Linked DNA regions of Triticum aestivum: region 1 is linked to region 2. A link is a contact called in public Hi-C data. All regions are on one chromosome and are shown on one strand. The core of a region is the stretch at or near the end of the contact, and the rest is flanking DNA. Distances in the headings are between cores, read along the strand shown. Region 1 has its middle 5.3 kb from the start of LOC123059028. Region 2 holds the start of LOC123063099 (CBS domain-containing protein CBSX6).

Region 1 (4,156 bases), core at 1,589-4,088, 43 kb before region 2:
CTAACAATCACCGGCAGTGGCGGTGCTAGAAATTTAATCATGTGTGATCAACTCAATGTTGTGTAGTCAAGATATGTGTATTTCTATGAATTTTGTATTATCTTTTGCATGTTTGTGCTTCTACATGATGCTTTTTTTCACAAACCTGTGTAGTCAATTCACTACACAGCCAACATGTGGCTTCGCCACTTTCACCGGCGTTTCATCTTGGCCCCGCTCGAGCCCGACCACGACGCCGCTGATCGAAGTCTTGAGAAATCTGGGCGGCCATACGAGGCAACTCCCAGGAAGAAAACTCGTACGTGCGTCTTCGCTCGTCCCTCCCAGGTAGCTGGGCGTACTACGAGTACACGGTACTGTGATCTTCTTCCCCGCACATGCATCAACGATCATCAATTCATCACGCCCACTGGCCAGTACGTACGCTTGGTCGTTGGGTGGGAGTAATTGTGCCGTGACCATCAAGAGTTCAGATAGCCCCCAGCCAGATCAGCACCCCGCACGCCAGGAGAAAAAAAGCGCCCCTTCGGACCTCCCCGAGCCAGCCTGCTGTCTTCACTTCACTTCCCCAGTTCCCCGATCACCGCTTGCCTGCCGTGCCGTGCACACGCGCACGGACATGGACTGGCTACGATAGAGAAGAATGCGAATCAGGAGTTCGCATCTGGAACCCGGGCACAGCAAACGAGCGAGACTGCCACGCGTCGCCGGTTAACCACCACGACACGGGCGACAGAACGAGACGAGACAGACACCGGCCGATGGTCGACTTGGACGCGAGCGCAAGGGCTACAAGGGAGGGACGCAGCATCTGCTGGAGACGGATCACGGATGGATGCAGATCCGATCTGGGAATTGTGCACTCATGCAGCGAATGGCCAAAATCACGAACAGACCAGACGTGCCAAGCACTGCTCACGAATCAACGCGACGGGTGCGCTAGATTTTTTTGGGTGCATTAGATTGATTCTACAACTGCGCGCCATCGAATGGAACCAAACAGTTGATCGGCTCAGCGGGCCATCGAGATCAACCACCTGCTTGGCTCCATTAAGGCTCAGCTCGTTAAGCTTAATGAGAAAAAAATCGTGTTTGGCTATTTCCATCTAAAGCTCATGAGCGCTTGTTAATAGACTACGATATGTTATAGCATATGGAGCCAGATTGTGGGTGTTTTTTTTTTTGAAACGGAGAGAGAGTGTGGGTGTAAATTTTACAAAGAAAGATGGTGAGCATGTGAGGAGGTACTAGTTTGGTTTGTTGCCTCCTATGTGTTGGGATGAGTCGATTAGATTGACTATATGGATCGAGGTACAATGAAAATATTATTATGTACTTCATCCGTTCTATAATGTCGTGTGCATAGATTATTTAAAAATTCAAACTTTGCAAACTTTGATCAAGTTATGCCTCCGACTCAGACGTCCGAGTGCACGCTGGCCCCGGCATAGGCATGAGGACCCAGCGGTGGCCGGGCACCACCTCCGGAGCAGAGGGTACTGGTGATGGGCGGCGTACCTGGAGGAGCGGAGCTGCGCCAGGCGGGACGGGCCAGCGTCGTCGCGGGCGTTGCGTCGATGGGCGCCTGGCCCTGACGAAGTGGATCCGCCCCTGCCGGATCCGCCTTGATCGATGACCGAATGCCTCAATGCGATGCGGAGGGTGACCTACTCCACATCGTCGCTCTCCACTTCGTGCAGCAAGCTAGACCAGTCGTTGTCGGAGCCGGAGTCCCCACCGAGGGTAGCGCTGCTTCGGTCACGGCCATGGATGCGTTTGGAGGGGATCGGAAGTGGAGTGGAAGGAGAGGGGAGTGAAGTGAAGTTCGGATTGACTACGGTCTAGGATTTTCCGGACGACGATATTTGTGGAGCAGGCATGGCCCAGGCTGGGCCAAGCCGACGTGGCGGGCGCGCCTGGACCGCCTCATATCCGCCCATATTTAGGCTGGATATGAGGATGCCGGTTAGTCTGGGTGTTTGAGTCTTCTTTGAGGCGTTCGGATGTGTTAATTTTTGTGACCGATCAACCCGTCCGGGGCGTTAGAGGCATGTTTAGGGTGCCCGGCTTTAGATGCTCTGAGTAGCCAGATATTCTGAGGTAGAGTATAACGATCATGGTGAGTTTAAGGATTCATTCACGTACACATGGCTCGGTTTTTTTTTCGAAATGGAGTACACATGGCTCATGATCTTACATTCACCGGCGTCTCATCTTCGCACCGGCGGCCGGCCATACAAGGCAACTATCAGGATCAGGAAGAAAGCACGCACGTCCGTCTTCGCTCGTCCCTCCCAGGTAGTACTAGGACGTATGAGTACATGGTACCGTACCACTCTTCTTCCCCGCACGGCACATGCATCCATCTCTGTCTCCGACTCGGCCTTCCCATCAACGATCATCAATTCATGATGGCCACTGGCCAGTACGTACGTACGTACGCTTGGTCGTTGGGTGGGAGTGATTGTGCCCATCAGGAGTTCAGATTGCCCCCCGGCCAGGTCAGCACCCTAAGCAGATGCCAAGCACAAAAGCGCCCTTTCGGACCTCCCCGAGTCAGCTTCCCTCTACGCAGTACTGTATACACGATGCCCTTCACTTTCCTTCCCCGGTTCCCCGATCGCCGCTTGCCTGCCGTGCCGTGCACACGCACACGCACACGCACACGAACATGGACTCGCTGACAGTGGAGAGAAGAATGCGAATCAGGAGTTTGCATCTGGACCAGGGCAGCAGCAAACGAGACGAGAGGGCGAGACGGCGATGCGTCGCCGGATAACCACCACGGGAGTACGAGGCGAGACGAGACGCGCACTTGCCGTACGAAACGGACCGGCCGATGCGTTGATTGGGATGCGAGCACAAGGCTACGACTACTCCTACAAGGGACACATCATGCATCTGCTGGATCCTGGATGGATGGGTGGAGATCCGATCTCGGAATCATGCACTCATGCAGCAGTTTTGGATGGCGACCAGACGCGCAAAGCCTCCCGCGAAGCAACGCGACGGCTGCGTTAGATTTTGACTCCAGAACTGCGCGCGCGCGTGGTGGTAGCAGGTTGGTGGTATCAAGGTTGTCAGAATCACGATTCTATTATACAATTCTACGATCCAAACTGATTTCTATGATTCTACGATTTTACTTTATAAAATCTACGTTTCTACAATTCTGATAATGAAGATTCTACGATTTGTGATTCTACCATCGAAGCTTCGATCCGATTCAAAATCACGATTTTGACAACCTTGAGTGGTACTATCAGCTGTGTGGTTTGGTTAGGACATCCATCGAGATTAACGAGCTACTTGGCTCAATTAAGGCTTAGCTCGTTAAGCTTAATGAGAAATAAAAATCTTGTTTGGCTATGTTCGTTTAAAACTTGTGAGCGCTCGTTAACGTACTTGTTGGAATATTAGGCAAGTTCATGATTAATTCCAGTAAATAATTCATGCAATAATCTAGCAAACTAGAAGAACAGCAAGACTTGCATAACAGCAGCAAGCACGTAACAATAGCTGTAGAAACAGACATGAACAAAGGATGTTGGACGTACTGATCGTTAGCTATTATGGGTGCGACAGTGTTGATGACGATGTTGGCGACGATCTGCTGCTGACGGCGATGAATACGACGATGAGTAGCACCGCCCGACTTGGACGGAAGACGACCCGTGATGACGAATTTGATCAGTCCCGCACAGCGCTTCCCAAAAACCTAATTCGTCCTCTTCCGGTGCAGGATCGCAAAGACGAACGGTTCCGGAGACCTGCTCTCCCACGCGCCGATGCACGCCGGCATTTGGGATGGAGTAGACTACGATGGCGGCACAAGTTGTGAGATGAGGCAAAACCCTAGGTGTTTTTCCGGTGTGTCTCTGGCCGCAGCCGGTAGCTGTATATATATTAGGACCAGAGGCGGTATTGTGTCGCGACCACAATCCCAAACCGACTCGGTTTCTAATTCGTATACTTAACGGACAAGAAATCAAAAACTTGTCTGCCAAGACATAAAAAATAAAACGGCAAAAGGAAGTTGCGCTCCTGCAAGGAGACGGACCGGATTTCGGCGGACCATTCACGCGCATGTCGCATGTACGCGCCGCCTCGCCCCCGGCCCGGCCCGGCCCGGCCGGGCCAGGCGAGCGAGCGCGCG
Region 2 (3,968 bases), core at 639-3,138:
GCGGTAGAAGGAGCGATGAGAGAGCGGCAGAGGGCGCTGCAATTTTATAGGCGCGCCGGACGCGGTGCGCCAAATCTAGCGCGCGAGCTGTCGCCTTTTCTCCCACGCGTGCAATCGTTTTCCGTCATCGCTGGAGCGCACGAAAACGTCCAGCGCGCGCTAAAAAGCCAGTTTACCGCCCGCGCGTCTTTTGGCGCGGCTGTTGGAGATGCTCTTAACAGACTACGATGTGTTATAGCATATAGAATGAGCGTGTCGGTGTAAATTTTGCAAAGGAAGATTGTGACTACAAGAGAAGGTGCAGTAGTTTGTTGCCTCCTATGAGTTGAGATGAGTTGATTAGATTGATATACGGGTTGAGGCACAATGAAAAAATTATCATCTACTTCCTCCGTTCTATATGTTTGACATTCTAGACGTAAATATTGTTCTTCGGAGATTTGATCAAAGTTTGTGAGGTTTGAATTTTAAAATACCTATATGCACTACATTATAGAAGAAAGCGAATAAGATGAGAATATGTGTCATGATGTACGAACGAGCTTGTTAGCTCATTAAATTTAACAGACTGAGATCAACGATTGGCCTCTTCGCTAAGGAGCGACTTACGATCTTAACGAGCTAAGCTATCGAGCGCTTATTAATCTCACAAACTATGTGCTTTTGATCCAGCCCTAATCGACCATCACATCAACAATCAGGCTAGCCACTAGGCACAGCAGGCCAATCAAAAATCTGCCCGTTGATTGGGTTTATCTGGGCGGTGGTGGCACTAATGCTAGTGTCATGTGTGGTGTCGTGTGTGCATTAGCGAGGGGTTCTTTCATTTTTGATATCTCAGTAGGTGCTCTCTGTCTTCTCCTACTACAATATGATCACGAATAAGTGGCCGCCTTGCAATAGTTGCATCTTCAACAACAAATGTGTCAGTCACCTCAAGTTCTCACATACTGGTGTGGACTATTCATATCACGCGAGGCGAGACACGACATGACTCCTCGAAACATTCGAGATTAGTCGAGCATGTTCATGTTTAGTCTTTTGTGTAGCTAGAGATGTCGGCTTCCGAAAGAAACTTCATGTGACTTTAGCTTTGTTGTTATGTATCTTTGATGTCATGTAATTTTCAGTTATTCAATTTGAAGTACTTTATCCAGTAAGTTACTAGCTCACCCGCGAAAAAGAAACAAACAAACAATAAGTTACTAGTAAGTTTGAATCGTTGGCAAAGAACAGTACTCAAAGGTGGAGGGTTACCCAGATAGTCGTTCATTGATTATATCTTCTTTTTTCCTTTGGAAAAGACAAGGCACAAAGGTAAACACTTGTATACGCACCAACACCCACCCTCGCAAGCCTTCAATCCTTCCATTTAGATTGTTTTATAAACATGGCATACACACAAATGCTCATACATACGCACAATATATTCACTTATATGAATTCGCGCAAGAACATCCTGCCCTTATGAATACATCTGAGAGATTAAGCCGGCACATCATCTTAAGATTGATGAAGTTGCCAAAAACATCTTCATAGTCGAATGAGAACGTCTCCTTCCACTGAACGCACACCAACGAAAAGCCTGAAATAAATTCAAGAAAATGCGAGCACCGCTGTCAACTTTACGACTTGAATCATGGCGGGCTGGGATACCACTGTCCTCGTAACCGTACAACTGGTCCGTCCTTCTGTTTAGATGTTGTCAACTCACTATGAACGCCACGTGGTTGATCGATCATTCTGCCAGATTCACAGATTATACATGGCACACAATAAATGCATGCTTAAATCACAATAGTGATCCATCGGCCGACCACCCCGAATCTCAAAGCACGGCCACGGAGCTGATTTAACCCCAGCCAGCCAGCCGGTCTCCTCCCACCGCATCGCGTCGCATATCCCCCTCCCTCGCGTCACCCACAGCCGGCCTCAATTTTCCATCTGCTCCCCGTGCTCTTAATGGGCTTTCCCTCCCTCCGACATGGCCGGCGACCCCCGCACCCGCGCCGCCGGTGACCCCTCCGCCGCCTCCCCCTCCTCCTCCCCCGCCGTCGGCCTCTCCAGGCTCTTCCTCCACCTGCTCCTCCTCCACTCGCTCTTATAACCCCGCGCCCCCCCGCCGCCAGCCCATGGCCGCCGTCTTCTACCACCACGTCGTCGGCGACCTCACCGTCGGCAAGCCCGAGATAGCCGAGCTCAGCGACGCCGACACGCTCGACGACGCGGCGCGGGCCATCGCCGGCAGCCCCGAGGGCGCCGTGCCCGTCTGGCGCGCGCGGGCCGCCCCCGACGACCCGCCCTCCGGCGCCCGCTTCCTCGGCATGATCTCCGCCGTCGACATCGCCGCCTTCCTCGCCGCCGCCGGCGCCGGCGACCGCGCCATGCGCGCCGCCGTCGGCGAGGCCGTGCAGCCCAACCAGGACCTGCTCCGGGAGGTCGATCCCGGCACCAGGTCAGTTCTTGGTCCTCGACCCGTCCCTTCTCGCCGCCGTCGTGCCCCCGCCCGTCCCATCAGGAGTCCCACCCAATCTCCAAGTCTTCAGGCATCACTCGTCTGCGGTTTCATAGTCGTAGGCAGTGGCGATTCAGTCTACGCACTGTGGCTCTATTGACTCAGGCTCAGCTCGGATCTGCCCCTGCCTGCTCCCTCGGGGTGCTTCACTACAGCCGAATGCTGATGCGCAAGCCTCTGTTGTTTAATGCGGTCTGGTTGGTGATCTTTGTCTTGTATGCGGGTAGTACAAAATTGTTTTTGGGTCTTTCTGCATCTGTAAGAGATCACTGGGGGTTTGTGCCTTTGTGGTTAAATTACTCTTCTGTGCTGACTGCTGCTGTGGGTGTAAATCAGGAAGTGCTTACTGCTCAGTGAAGCTGCCTGAAGTTGTGCTTACTGGATACTAAAACTGGGATAGCGGTTGTATTTAACACAATCTCTTTCAGACAAAAGGATAGTTGGTAAGGCGTGATCGTTGGAGCCCGTCATGCTTGGGTAAAACTGGAAAGTTTGATTAAGTGCCTTCAAAACAGATCCTAATCCATACCTGGTTTGTGTGAGCTTAAGATTGATGCTTATGAGTCGCTGAATTTCATTAAAGAGTCACTGAATTTCGCTCCTGTTCATGAAATATAGTTGGATCGAACTTCCGGACAGAAATAATGTGGCAATCTGGATATTGTTTTGCTAGGTCATGTGCCTTAGTCGCAAATCCACTGCTCAAGTTTAAGTTGCTCTATCCCTGTGTGCACAGTTTTTTTTCTTCAGGATCCAAAGAAATGCCACAACTGGTCATGCTTTCTTCATTAAACCATCATTTTAGTTGCCCCTTTAGGGACCATTTGTTGACAACAACTTAAAAGACTATCACATAGCTCCTCGAGACTGAAAAACTGTAACTCATGACTGTTACCAACAGCATAGATTTGCTAGGTGTTCACCTATCAGTATCTGTGGATATTCTTGTTTTTTCTCAATTCCTAGAGTAGACTGATCATTCTACAATCTAGCTTGTATTTTACGCTATCATCCAGTATCGTGAAGTGTCTCCAGTCCATTCCGAAGCTTAAACAAGCCAGATGGCTTTCACATGGTGCAGAGTTTGTCCTTCTGATTGTGTTGTCATAAGAGGAACAAAGTGGGAACATGGTTCCATTTGGCAATGTAACATCGCAATCAGGAAGGCAGCAATCCATGTGGAAGCCGTGCTGGCTGCTAAGGGATTCATGAGTCAAGACAATAGTTTAAATAAACTGAGCAATACATGACACATGCGAGGCAGCCCAATCATGTCTCAAAATGATTTGGCAGCACCAAGTAGTGAGCCAATGTCACATTCTTAGGGATGACATAATAGTTGCCCGCAAATAAAAAGTTCAATAGGACATAAGAGTCTGAGCTGGATGATGTGTCTGCCAATCATACTGCTCTGCTTTTTTAGTCCTTTGCCTTTCAAGCAAATTCATATTAA

What was found. A called contact is a pair of places that touch in the nucleus more often than the background predicts.
Region 1: a contact with region 2 is called in a Hi-C map of leaf, with 3 times the contacts expected there. The contact joins the enhancer-like site here to the promoter of LOC123063099 in region 2. A contact is called at or near these places in 2 of 5 Hi-C or Micro-C datasets (both in leaf).

Annotation. Positions count from the first base shown.
Region 1 is chr3A:670,769,548-670,773,703 of IWGSC CS RefSeq v2.1, reverse strand. No RefSeq gene overlaps it. Among protein-coding and RNA genes, the nearest start is that of LOC123059028, 5.3 kb to the left of the region's middle. Within about 2 kb of position 2,838, at least 1 of the 8 cell types and tissues checked has an H3K27ac peak or open chromatin away from gene starts, as enhancers often do. A contact at or near this core is called in leaf, where this site is marked.
Region 2 is chr3A:670,725,536-670,729,503 of IWGSC CS RefSeq v2.1, reverse strand. It overlaps LOC123063099 (CBS domain-containing protein CBSX6), which reads left to right and starts at 1,888. Exons shown (of 2, transcript XM_044486837.1): 1 at 1,888-2,455. The coding sequence starts at 2,133.